Linked DNA regions of Mus musculus: regions 2 and 3 are each linked to region 1. The links are chromatin contacts, called in public HiChIP or PLAC-seq and Micro-C maps. All regions are on one chromosome and are shown on one strand. Each heading gives the region's core, a stretch centred on a gene start, on an enhancer-like site or on the middle of the called end of the contact. The rest is flanking DNA. Distances are from core to core; before and after follow the strand shown. Region 1 holds the start of Mapkbp1 (mitogen-activated protein kinase binding protein 1). Region 2 has its middle 44 kb from the start of Tyro3. Region 3 holds the start of Itpka (inositol 1,4,5-trisphosphate 3-kinase A).

The links. Hi-C and Micro-C count contacts between places; a contact is called where the count stands out from the background. HiChIP or PLAC-seq counts read pairs in DNA pulled down with a chosen protein or histone mark.
Region 2: a Micro-C map of embryonic stem cells shows a contact between it and region 1, with 2.5 times the contacts expected there. The contact joins the enhancer-like site here to the promoter of Mapkbp1 in region 1. A contact is called at or near these places in 4 of 39 promoter capture datasets (3T3-L1-derived adipocytes, the HPC-7 cell line, embryonic stem cells and 1 more), 1 of 15 datasets of contacts at CTCF or cohesin (embryonic stem cells), 2 of 484 Hi-C or Micro-C datasets (embryonic stem cells and nephron progenitors), 2 of 115 datasets of contacts at active chromatin or transcription factors (both in embryonic stem cells) and 1 of 9 other capture datasets (adipose tissue).
Region 3: a contact with region 1 is called in an HNF4G HiChIP or PLAC-seq map of pancreatic cancer cells. The contact joins the promoter of Itpka here to the promoter of Mapkbp1 in region 1. A contact is called at or near these places in 12 of 39 promoter capture datasets (the 3T3-L1 cell line, cranial neural crest, embryonic stem cells and 5 more), 4 of 484 Hi-C or Micro-C datasets (CD4 T cells, embryonic stem cells and muscle stem cells), 7 of 115 datasets of contacts at active chromatin or transcription factors (the 230-238 cell line, bone marrow-derived macrophages, embryonic stem cells and 2 more) and 4 of 9 other capture datasets (adipose tissue, embryonic stem cells, macrophages and 1 more).

What each region holds. Positions count from the first base shown.
Region 1 is chr2:119,970,609-119,974,381 of GRCm38.p6, reverse strand. Mapkbp1 (mitogen-activated protein kinase binding protein 1) reads right to left here and starts at 1,683. Exons shown (of 30, transcript NM_011941.3): 1 at 1,214-1,683. The coding sequence starts at 1,330.
Region 2 is chr2:119,841,884-119,845,627 of GRCm38.p6, reverse strand. No RefSeq gene overlaps it. Among named protein-coding and RNA genes, the nearest start is that of Tyro3, 44 kb to the right of the region's middle. Within about 2 kb of position 1,882, at least 27 of the 459 cell types and tissues checked have an H3K27ac peak or open chromatin away from gene starts, as enhancers often do. A contact at or near this core is called in embryonic stem cells, where this site is marked.
Region 3 is chr2:119,739,923-119,743,723 of GRCm38.p6, reverse strand. Itpka (inositol 1,4,5-trisphosphate 3-kinase A) reads right to left here and starts at 1,387. Exons shown (of 7, transcript NM_146125.2): 1 at 863-1,387. The coding sequence starts at 1,345. It overlaps Gm25857 (a small nucleolar RNA gene), which reads left to right and starts at 2,768; the gene lies at 2,768-2,896.

The sequences.
Region 1 (3,773 bases), core at 434-2,933:
CTGCCTTGAAACAAAACCAAACAAATAAAAAAAAAAGTATAAGGACCAAATCCCAGACATGTATAAGAATGGAAGATGGATGAACGTCTGCCCAGAAGAAGGATGCTGGCATACAATGCTCAGAATGAGCAGTGCCACAAGGACAGACCAGGAGAGCTGCCTTTCTGGCACACACACGTGGCTCCTTCATGTTATCACGAGAAACCAAGACGTTCCAGTTAAAGCAACTTAAGTATCTTTATTTATATTATATTATGGATATGATTGCTCTATCTGCATGTACACCTGCATGCCAGAAGAGGGAGGGCATCAGACCTCATTATAAATGGTTGTGAGCCACCATGTGGTTGCTGGGAATTGAACTCAGGACCTCTGGTAGAGCAGCCAATGCTCTTAACCACTGAGCCATCGCTCTAGCCCAGCAACTTAAGTATCTTAAAGAGATAAACCATTTTACATTTATTTCTTCCCCTGCATATGTGCATGCACATGTGGAGATCAGAGAACTACTTCCAGGAGTTGGTTTACTCCTTCCACCATGTGGGTCCGAGGAATCAAAATCAGATCAGGCTTGTTGGCAAAGGTCTCTACCAGTCCAATCTTGCCAGCCCAATCTTCTACATCTTTGAACATGACAGGGTATCACTATGTAGCCCTGGCTCCCCCTGGAAATTGTTATATAGACCAGGCTGAACTTGCCTCTGACTCCCTAGTGCTGGGATTACAGGCATGCATCACTAAGCTTGTCAAAAAATTGTTTTGCTCTCTTAGATGAAGTGTATTAGTATATTCTTTCTGTTGTACAGTCTGGCATTATAACCCCAACTGTTACACTAATACATTAGTCACAGCTAGGTCCTTTACAGAATATGTGATCTCACTGTACTCTTCTAAGAAGAGAAACTGAGTCATAAAATGTCAACTTGTTTCCCAAGCACACACTTAGTTTAAACTGAGGCCCTGTTAAACCCAGTTTGCCTTCCTATGCCCTTCTTCAAGCCATGGCTGCGTCTCAGCATGCCCACCCACGCCTGCTGTTCTTCCAACTTCAAATCAGGTCGTCAAAGATAAGCGTATATGATCTTTTAAAGCCAACAGAGAAATTTCATTCTTCCACCCCCTTCCTGCCCCTCAAGAAAGAGAAAGGTAAAAAAAAGGAACGAAGTGCAGGAGAGGACAGAGTAGGTAAGAGGTGGCTCCCAACAGGACTCACCTTGGAGCTGAGGTCCTCTCTCCGGTTTCCTGCTTTACTTCTGCGTAATTTGATGGATGGAGACCTCAGCAAGTTCTTGATACGGCTAGTAATGGTTGACCCTTCTCCAGCCATCATAACGAGGAGCCCCTAAGGACAGTCCCTGGCCTAGCCTTTGGACTTGTCTCAACAGCGGTACTGCCTTCTCGTTCAACACAGCCTTCGGATATGCACTTTCACTGGCCTGAGATGGCAGAAGCAACCTTATCATCACAGTAGGTGTCTTCTGCTTGTCACCAACTCTTACTCTGGGCATTGCCCTGCGCTTTCCCACTCCCCATCCCCACCCTAGCCTGCTAGATTTTTTTTTACAAGGGGAGGACGACCCCTGGAGTGAAGAAATGTCAGGCCCACACCTGCCAGAGGCGTTTAACTGAAGAATCGGATGAACTAGTGACCAGTCGGGCGCCGGTTACAGCCCAAGTGTTCCCATGGTAACTGAGGTGTCCAAGGGAGGAGGCCTCCGAAGCCACTGGGCAAGGGGCCGAAGCACCGAGCTGGCCGCCGGGCTCACGCTGGCCCGAGCCGATGCGAGAAGCTCCCTCCCGCACCCGAGTCTTGGGAGCTCCGTTTTAGCCCCCCACACCCACTGCCTACTTCAGAAACCCTACTACTCGTCAGCGCCCCCGTTCGCTGGGGCCCAGCTCACAGCGCCCTCCGGCATCGCGATCGACGGCTTCAGCTCTGCTGCCGCAGCCGCAGCAGTAGCTATGGTGGCACCAGCGGCTCAAAACGCGAACTAGAGCCTGGGCCGAGCTGCGCTGGGAGGGCGGGGCCTAGTAAAGGGGGTGCGGTCTGTGGCAGATTGGTTCCCGATTGGACGACTGATGCCTATGGGGGCGGAACCAAGGAATGAACCAAGAACGCAGAGGTCTCGGATTCTGCACAGTATAATTGTGGGTACCGCTCCTAAAGGAAGGTCAATGTAATATTGCTTTAGAATTGAGAGAACCTGGCCTTTTACGGTATTATCAGGCATGGTCCTCTTAGAGAACTTTGATAACCACGCCTCCAGGCCTAAGATTGATATTTGGTGGGCCTAGGAGATTACGGCTGAAATTTAATTCCTAACTCATAAAAAAAAAAAAAAAAAAAAAAAAAAAGGAGGGGGGGGGTTTGGGATGCTGCCAAAAGAACTCCTTTCCATTCCAAGTGCTGGGATTTAACGCAGTTGGAATCGTTTCTGATTCCGGCCAGCCTAACACAATGACTCACGCAGAGTAACTCAATTTACACACTTTTGAACTTAATCTATCAGTGATGGAAGACTCAAGCCTCAAAATAGAGCCTTAGGGTAGGTTGTGAACTGAAAAGGCACCCATGATATAATCCATCATTTCCTTAGCTGCCAACGTCCTTATAGCATTTAACAAGAAATACTGTTAACAGCATTAACAGTATTTTTGCTACTCCAGATCTTTTCTGTCTTTTCAAAAATTGCAAACACCCCTAGGGCTGACACCGATGTCAAAGTTTGCTGCTATCAGGTTTTGTTTGTTTTGTTTTGTTCTAGCTCATGGAGATAGGGGAAATACCACATACTCATGCTTCATAGATTTGTAAGTTGGCTAGAATTTTTCATCTAGCTACTACTTCAAGAAATTACCTTGGGGGTTGGGGAGCGCTGGACAGATGGATTGGTGATTAAGAGCGCTGGCTTCTTTTCATAAGACTCAGGTTTAATTTACCAGCACCCTTATGGCATATCACAACAGTTCCCAGGGATTTGTCTCCCTCTTTTGGCCTCCATCATAGGCACCAAGCAAAACACCCAAACACATAATTTCTTTAAATAAAATAAAACTGCCTTCTGAAAAGGCTAGCTTAAGCCAAAAGGCCTGTACCCAACTAGAACAGTACACTGACATGTCCCCCATTCCAGACCGTAGGAACTGCTGAGGAAAATGGTAGTTAGAGGGAAGGATCCTTAAAAAATGGTTTAGTGGCCGGGCGGTGGTGGGACATGCCTTTAATCCCAGCTCTTGGGAGGCAGAGGCAGGCGGATTTCTGAGTTCGAGGCCAGCCTGGTCTACAAAGTGAGTTCCAGGACAGCCAGGGATATACAGAGAAACCCTGTCTCGAAAAAACAAAAAACAAACAAAAAAGTTTAGTGGTACTTGCACAATCTGTGTTCAAACAGGAAGGTACCTGTGTACTATATAGCTACGTATTGGATACAAATGTCAACAGCAACTGGACGCCTAAAGCCACACATTATAGATTTTAGGAAACTAAAATGGTACTTCCAATTTTACCGCCTAGACCCGAAGACAAGAATGATCACCTCTAACTATATTAACTCGGCACCATTAATCATCTGCGATTTGACCTACTCACAAAGCTGCTGTACATTGCTAACAAATGCCACCACCTGGTGTTTTAATTTGTGTACTACAGGTCCTGCTCTTCTCTGACCGGGTTTATCATATTTTCTTTGGGCAATCTGTTTCACTTTTATGGGTTTGCAAAGTGTCCGTCCTTTCTCGCCCAAAGCTATTATGGCTTAGCTCCTTAAAGACAC
Region 2 (3,744 bases), core at 633-3,132, 130 kb after region 1:
ATATAATAAATAAATAAATAAATCTTTACAAAATAAATAAATAAAAAATAAAGTTGTGATTTGCATCTAAAATCCCAGCACTTGGCAGGTAAAGGAAGGAAATGTGAGTTCAAGGCTAGCCTGAACTATCAAGCGATACCCTGTCTCAAAGGAAATCAGCCAGATGTGGTGGCACATGTGTTTTATCCCAGAACTCAAGAGGCAGAGGCAGAAAGATCTGGGTGAATCTGAGGCCAGTCTGGTCTACAGAGTGAGTTTCAGGACATCTTGGACTACATAGTGAGGCCCTGTCTCAAATTAAATAAATAAATAGCCAGAGAGATAGCTGAACACATAAAGGCACTAGGCACAGAACCCTGACCATCTGAGGTCTGTCCCAGGAACCAACAAATAAAAGCCAGTGCAGTAGTGTGATTCTATGATCCTATTGCTCCTACAGATGGGAGGCAGATACTGTCCAGAAGCACTTCAGCCAGCTAGCCTAGAGTACTCAGTCCACCAGAGTAAGGAAAGACCTCAGCAAGGTGGAAGATGAGAACTGAATTCTGCAAGTTGTCCTCTGACCTCCATACACACACACACACACACATACACACACACACACACACACAGAGGCAGACACACACATGCTCATATGAAAGGAAGAAAAGAAGTAAATGGTCCACTTGTAAAAAGCAAAAAGAATAGTTTTTGTGATGGTTTGTATATGCTTGACCCAGGGAGTGGAACTATTAGTAGGTATGACCCTGTTGGAGTGGGTGTGTCACTGTGGGTGTGGGCTTTAAAACCCTCATCCTGAGCTGGGCAGTAGTGGCACAGGCCTTTAATTCCAGCACTTGGGAGGCAGAGGCAGGTGGATTTCTGAGTTCAAGGCCAGCCTGGTCTATAGAATGAGTTCCAGGACAGCCAGGGTTACACAGAGAAACCCTGTCTCGGGGGCAGGGAGGAAGGTCAGTATTCTGCTAGCAGCCTTCAGATAAAGATGTAGAACTCTCAGCTTCTCCTGCACTATGCCTGCCTGGATGCTGCCATGTTCCCACCTTGATAATAATGGACTGAATCTCTGAACCTGTAAGCCAGCCCCAATTAAATGTTGTTCCTTATAAGAGATGCCTTGTGCAGACTGTGCGAGGGACAGCCTCATGGAGGAAGCAACAGTGTCAACCAGCCAGACCCCCCAGAGCTCCCAGGGACTGGATCTCCAACTAAAGAGTATACATGGAGGCACCCATGGCTCTGGGCACATATGTGGCAGAGGATGGCCTTGTTGGATAGCAGTGGGGGGAAAGGCCCTTGGCCCTGAGGGTGTTCGATGTCCCAGTATAGGGGAATGCCAGGATGGGAAGACCAGAATGGGCAGGGGAGCACCATCATAGAGGCAGGGGGAGAGGGGGATGGGATAGATGGTTTCAGAAGGGGAGATCTGGAAAGGGGAAAACACTTGAAATGTAAATAAAGAAAATACCCAAGGGAAAAAAATTGCCTTGGGCCTGGAGAGATGGCTCAGTGGTTAAGAGCACCGACTGCTCTTTCAAAGGTCCTGAGTTCAATTCCCAGCAACCACATGGTTGCTCACAACCAGGGGATTGTAGAGCCGGGATCGATGCAAAAAGCAAGAGGAATTAATTGTTCCAGTGCACTGGGGTTGTCCCAGACCCACAGGAGAGGCAGCAACTACCAGCACCAGTTTGGGAGTTTTTATATGGTTTCCAGGGCAGAACAAAGCAAAAGCAACTAGGTACAATATGATTGGTGGAACAGTGCACCTTTTAAATTGATTGGTCTTTAGGGAATGAGGTGACAAGGACTTCGGTTGTCTGAAGATGAGCAAGGCCAGTCCTGCGGAATGTGTCCCCACCCTCAGGTCGGTTCTCTCTTGTGGTCTGAGAAATGCTAATTAGCCTCTCCCTTCTGGAGGGGCAGTGTTTCTTGACTTTCTCAAAGTTCCTGAGATGACCTTTTTAGGATCTGGTGCCCTCTTCTGGTATGTTTGAAGACAGATATATATATATATGTGTGTGTGTGTGTGTGTGTGTGTGTGTGTATTGGTCACGGTATCTGTTTACAGAAGTAAAAGCCTAACTAAGACAGTTTCTAAGAAAGCAATATTAATGCAATACACATTGAGAGCCAGTTTCAAAACCAAAATTAGTTAGTTAATTTAAATAAAGTGAGTTTTTAAAAGAACGGTATTGGAGAGGTGGCTCAGCAGTTAGGAGCACTGGCTGCTCTTCTTGAGAAGTGGGGGCAGGGGGTGGTCTTGATTCCCAGCGTCCACTCAGGAGTTAATAATCACCTATAACTACAGTTTCAGGGGATCTGTACTGTACTGAGGGGATACCTCCTCAGGTTCTCACAGGCACTGATCAAAGTGGTATGCAGATGCACAAGCAGGCAAGACACCCATACACAGAAAATAAGGAAAGAAAGCTGAGTGTGGTGGCACACACCTTTAATCCCAGTACTCGGGAGGCAGAGGCAGGCGGATTTCTGAGTTCGAGGCCAGCCTGGTCTACACTACAAAGTGAGTTCCAGGACAGCCAGGGCTATACAGAGAAACTCTGTCTCGGGAAAAAAAAAAGAGAGAGAGAGAGAAGAAAAAGAAAAAAGAAAAGAAAAGAAAAAAGAATTTCATATATTTGTATATATGAATCAAATTTCATATGATAGATCTTTCTCAGGCTGCTCTTGTAGCCCTGCCCATAGGTAACAACCCCATCTTTTCAAAGGCTGATCTGGCCTTCATTTGTTGGCACACACCTGAAATACCAGCACTTTACAGGCTGAGGCAGGACACTTCAGCTTCCAGGCCAGCCTGGGCTACAAAGCCAAACCCCATCTCAAAAATAAAGAAACCCACATCGTCTAAAGAAAACTCTTGATATATTCCATAATTATTTACGTCACTACGGAAACAGAAGGCTTTGCAAGTAAGAAGCCAAACTGCTCTATTCTCTTTCTCAAATGTCAGTGGTATGTTGGCAAAGATTCTGAGAGGAGTGAGAACAGAAAAGCAGTGACACGAGAGAGTCAAAATGCTCCTCATACAGACACATCAGTCAAGAAAACAACAACAACCGGAAAAGAAAGATTGTGTTCAAGACAGTTTGCAGGCAAATCTGCATCAACTTCCTCCAGTAATACATACTAACATTTTTTAGATTAAAATATGGTGACAAACAACCAACTTAACTCCCTTGAGGTATTTCAGTTCACTTGTTCACATACGCAGGACTGGTGAGGTTTCATGACTCAAAAGGATAAATCCTGGCTCTGATACCAGGCGGGGCAGCCTGGATGTTCCTGTAAACAACCAATCAGGAATCAAACTTAGAAATGTAACGAGCCATTGTTGCTGAGATGTGACTGGGGAACAGACAGCCCAGAATGGCGTCAGTTTAAGGATGTGTCATGTGAATCCGCCTACAGATGACTCTAGGAGCTGCTTCTGAAATGGGAGGAGGCTGTCATCACCTCTCCTGGTGGCACAGGCACCAGCACTGTAGAAAATCATGTTCTTTTGGAAGTGTATTCAATGCGTCGCTTCCCTTCCCCCATGCTTTCCTCTCCATCCTGAGCCATGAACTTGATCCTCACACTAACCTTAGTGAGGAGCTGCCAGAGGAGCGAAATGGTAACATTTTACAAATACCTATGGAGCTAGGAGCTGGAGCACTGCTCAGGCAGGCATCCCACAAGTCCTCTCAGTAGGTGTGGGGGGAAGCCTGGTGTCCCACAGTGAAA
Region 3 (3,801 bases), core at 138-2,637, 230 kb after region 1:
TTCAAGGCCCGAATAGGCTATAGACTGTGTTTCACTGTAACTTGGCAATTTAGTGTCAAGAAAAGAGGGCTAGGATGTAGCTCAGTGGTGGTTGTGCTTGCCTACTGTGTTTGAGGCCCTGAGTTCAACCTCCAGTCAAGGAGGGCCATACCACGAATAATGACTTCACCTCACACTGGCTGGTGATAGCTGCCGGTTAAATTGGCCCGGGAACATTCACATTGCCATACAGAGACTAGCAAGCTCTTGTCAGCCTCAGTTTACCTTTCCCAGGACACTTAGGAGCAGTAGGCCAGGGCGAGGAGGGGGGACGCAGCAGGTGGATCTTGGTTCCGCTCGGTTCTAGCCCTGCGCCCCTCCCTTCCCGCATCCACGCCTCGTGCGCGCGCGGGGAGCAGACGGCAGCGGCTCCGGAGCAGAGCCAGGAGCTCCGCTCCACTCCCACTCAAGAGAGGGAAACCGTGGCAACGGCGGGGGTGGGGCCGCGGCACCGAGAGGGGGAGGAGAGGGAAAAGCTCACGCGCCCCTTTTTCTCTCAGGGCTCCCGGGGCAAGGCTACCCCGCTCTGATCTCTCCAGCCCTACCTGACAGTTACCCAGGTACGCCAGCCGACCCGCCGGCTCCCGCTCCGTGGGTCGCGTACTCCTCAACCTCCTTTAGACGCCCAGGCACTCAGTTACCATCGCCTGCCTAGCCCCCGAAAAAGAACCAAGGCGAGAGGTCGTCCTGGGCTCCCTCTCCGCCCCCATGCCCCCTGTCCCCCGCTTGGGCTCTCGGCGGGGAACGCAAGCCGGTCAGAGCAGAGCAGAGAGCGGAGTCCCCGGCGCGCAGCCCCCGCTGGCCCCGCCCCCGCGGCCCGTACCTGCCCCACGTCCTCGCTGGTTTCCAGCTGCACGTTGCCGCGGCTCCTGCTCTCACTGTCGCTCAGCAGATCGTCCTCCGAGTCCTCGAGCAGCGACGAGGAGCCGGTGGAGGAGAGGGACGAGGTGGAGAGGCGGCGTGGCTGCTGCAGGTGCGACCCCGCAGCTGGGAGCCAGTTCCCCTCCTGGTCTGGCGGCCCTGGGCTGGCCGGGGTCACATCCTCCTCGCTTGTCACAGTGAGCTGAGGGATCACCGGGGCAGGGGCAGCACGCGGGAGCCCGTTGGGCACTTGTCCCCCACGCCGCTTGGCCCCGCGGGCCCGGGGCTCCCCTGCGGCTGCTGCAGCGGCGACTGCGGCGCAGCGCGCTTCGAAGAGCAGGCGCAGCTCCCCGACGCTCCGGCGCGGAGCCCTCTCCAGCCCGGGGCTGCAGGGCCCCGCGCCCCGTGGCCGCGCCATGCCCGTCGGGCGCCCGGGCAGGGTCATCTCCCGGCACCGGAGCCGCAGCCGAGCCCACCAGCCCGCGGCGCGGCGGGGACTGTAGACGCTCAGCGCCCCGGGCTTGGGACTGCCCCGGGGCGGAGCCTCGGCAACGCCCGCCCGGCCGCGCCCCGCCCCGGCCGCGCCCCCCGCCCACTCCTTTCACTTTCTGAGAAAGCGCGGGCCTCCGGGGGCCCTCGCTGCTGCAGGAGGCTTGCAGTGTCCCGAGTGTAACGTGGAAGTCCCAGGTCCGGCCCCCGCCTTATCTCTAGACCTGCCCTCAAGGTGGCAGAAGGGACCTGCCCCGCACCTGAGCCCAGTGCCCTCCCGCGGCTTTTGAGGGATTCCTTCAATGGGAACCAGAGGTCTTAATCTGCACAGGAAGAAGCTGTGCCCATTCTTTCACTCGCTTCCTCGGGCTCCTTTCCGTGTTCCAACCTTCCTGGTCAAAGTCTTTTGAGTCTCTGGGGCTTTTCTCTGGCCTGGGCCCCTTAATTCGGAGTTCAAGGCCGTCAGCCACCCAAGGAAGCCACACCTCAAGGAGTGTGCCCAACTAGAGTCTGTGGCCAGGGTCGAGCTGAGACTGCTCCCCACCCCCACCCCTCGAAGCTCTCCACTTCCCAGCGGGCAGAGAACAAGGTCAAGAGGCGGAGTCTGACTCTCTCCAAGTATCACAGCCGGTGGTGGCCTGCATTTCCACCGCCCCTCTCCAGCCCCCCACTAGCTGTTTCTTCTCCTCCTCCCCCTCCTGCCCCTTTGGAGCTTTGTGGTTTCAAAAGGAGTCCTTTCGCCTCTCTGAACTGCTGAATCTCCTTCGTCGCGGAGCTGCAGGGTTGCTCTGAGAGTAAAATTTTAGAGATGGGTGTTGAGTGCGTAGCTCAGCGGTAGAGCACTTGCGTAGTACGCGACTAGAACTGGATTCCATGCCCAGCATGAAAGGAACGAAAAAGTCTTGGTGCTCCAAAAATGCGAGTGTTTTTTAGTGTTGTAATAGACAGCCAGTGTCTCGGGCCACCCTATCTTGGCTCACTCCTTCTATCCATCTCCCTATCTGTAAACAGAAGAAAAACTTCACACGGCCTAGAGTTATGGCTGCATACTGAAAAGAGAACACCGATGTAGAAGTTCAGACACTGGAAATCCTTCTTGTCATCTCTGAATGGGTCTCTGGCCTCTGCTTGCAGGTGCTCAGCTGAACTTCAAGGCTACTGTGAGCAGAAGCCAGACTTGTCTGCCTTCCCCTAAAAGAATTGAGGGTCCTGTCATGGAACACCTAGAACAACAACCCTGGGATTGCTGGGGCAAGCCCAGGGTTAAGTATGAGACTTGCCTTTTCTCTCTTCAGCCAGAAGTTAAGAGGGAGGAGGAGAACCTTTCGCAAAGAGAGAAGATCTCTAGATGACTGACTGATAAAGGGAGAAGTTGGGGGGGGGTGTTTCCAGGGGCGGTGGCTGCTTGTAGCCATGGGATCTCCAACTGCATGCCAGAGTAATGGGGAGGCTTTGACAGCCCAGGTCATCACAGTGCCTGCAGCTGCCACTCAGCTTCTGTATAGATTTTGGAATTAAAAAAAAAAAAAAAAAAGGAGGAGGAGGAGGAGGTGTGTGGGAGGAATGAAAGCAAAAGAGAAAGGAAACCACAGTCTGAACACTTGCTTCCTCCTTGGAGAAGTGAAGAAACAGCATGGACTCCTGGAAACGTTTTCTGGGGCAGAGGTGTGCATGTCTGAGTGTTTGAGCCCAGAGCTATGCCAGCTTGTAGCAGGGAATCTCAGAGGGTAGACTGGGACCTGACAGAGGAAAATAGGAAGAGGGAGGAGGGAGCATGTTACTGGGTACCTGTGTGCCAGGCAGTGTGTGGACAATGCTGGACTAGTAGGCTGAAGGTCTAGCCTAGCAGCTGAGAGAAATCCCAGAACAATTATTTTTCTTGTATCACGTCCTCACCCAAGTTTAGCAGGAACCAAAGAATGTTGCTGTGGGCCACAGAGAATGTCTATGCTACCTTCTATTAGGCAGAAGGAGAAGGATCAGGGATTCAAGCCATCCATCCATAGTTATAAGCTGGCCAGCCTGGGCTACATGAAACCGTTTCTCAACAATAACAACAGTATGTGCTGTCTAGGTGGATTTTGTTAGATGAATAAGGACAGGCAGAAAACAGAGGGAACTTCCATACTGAGGCAAGGCCTGGATAGGTCATAATAAACTAATAAATAGTAAGCCTCCAAGTCTAGTAATCCTCCTGCCTCAGCCTCCCAATACCAGGGCCTCAGATGTAAGCTAACATACCCAGCTTCCTCCACTTCTTGTTGCTTGAGTAGAAGGGATGTGAAGGAAATCAGTTTATGGAGTGTGTGGGGTGGTGGCCTCCTGTGTGCTGAGAAACAAAAGGTCTGGAAGGGAACAAGGGGCATAGAGCTGGGGCATAGAGGACTATGTCAAGGTTTTGGGGGGTCCTTG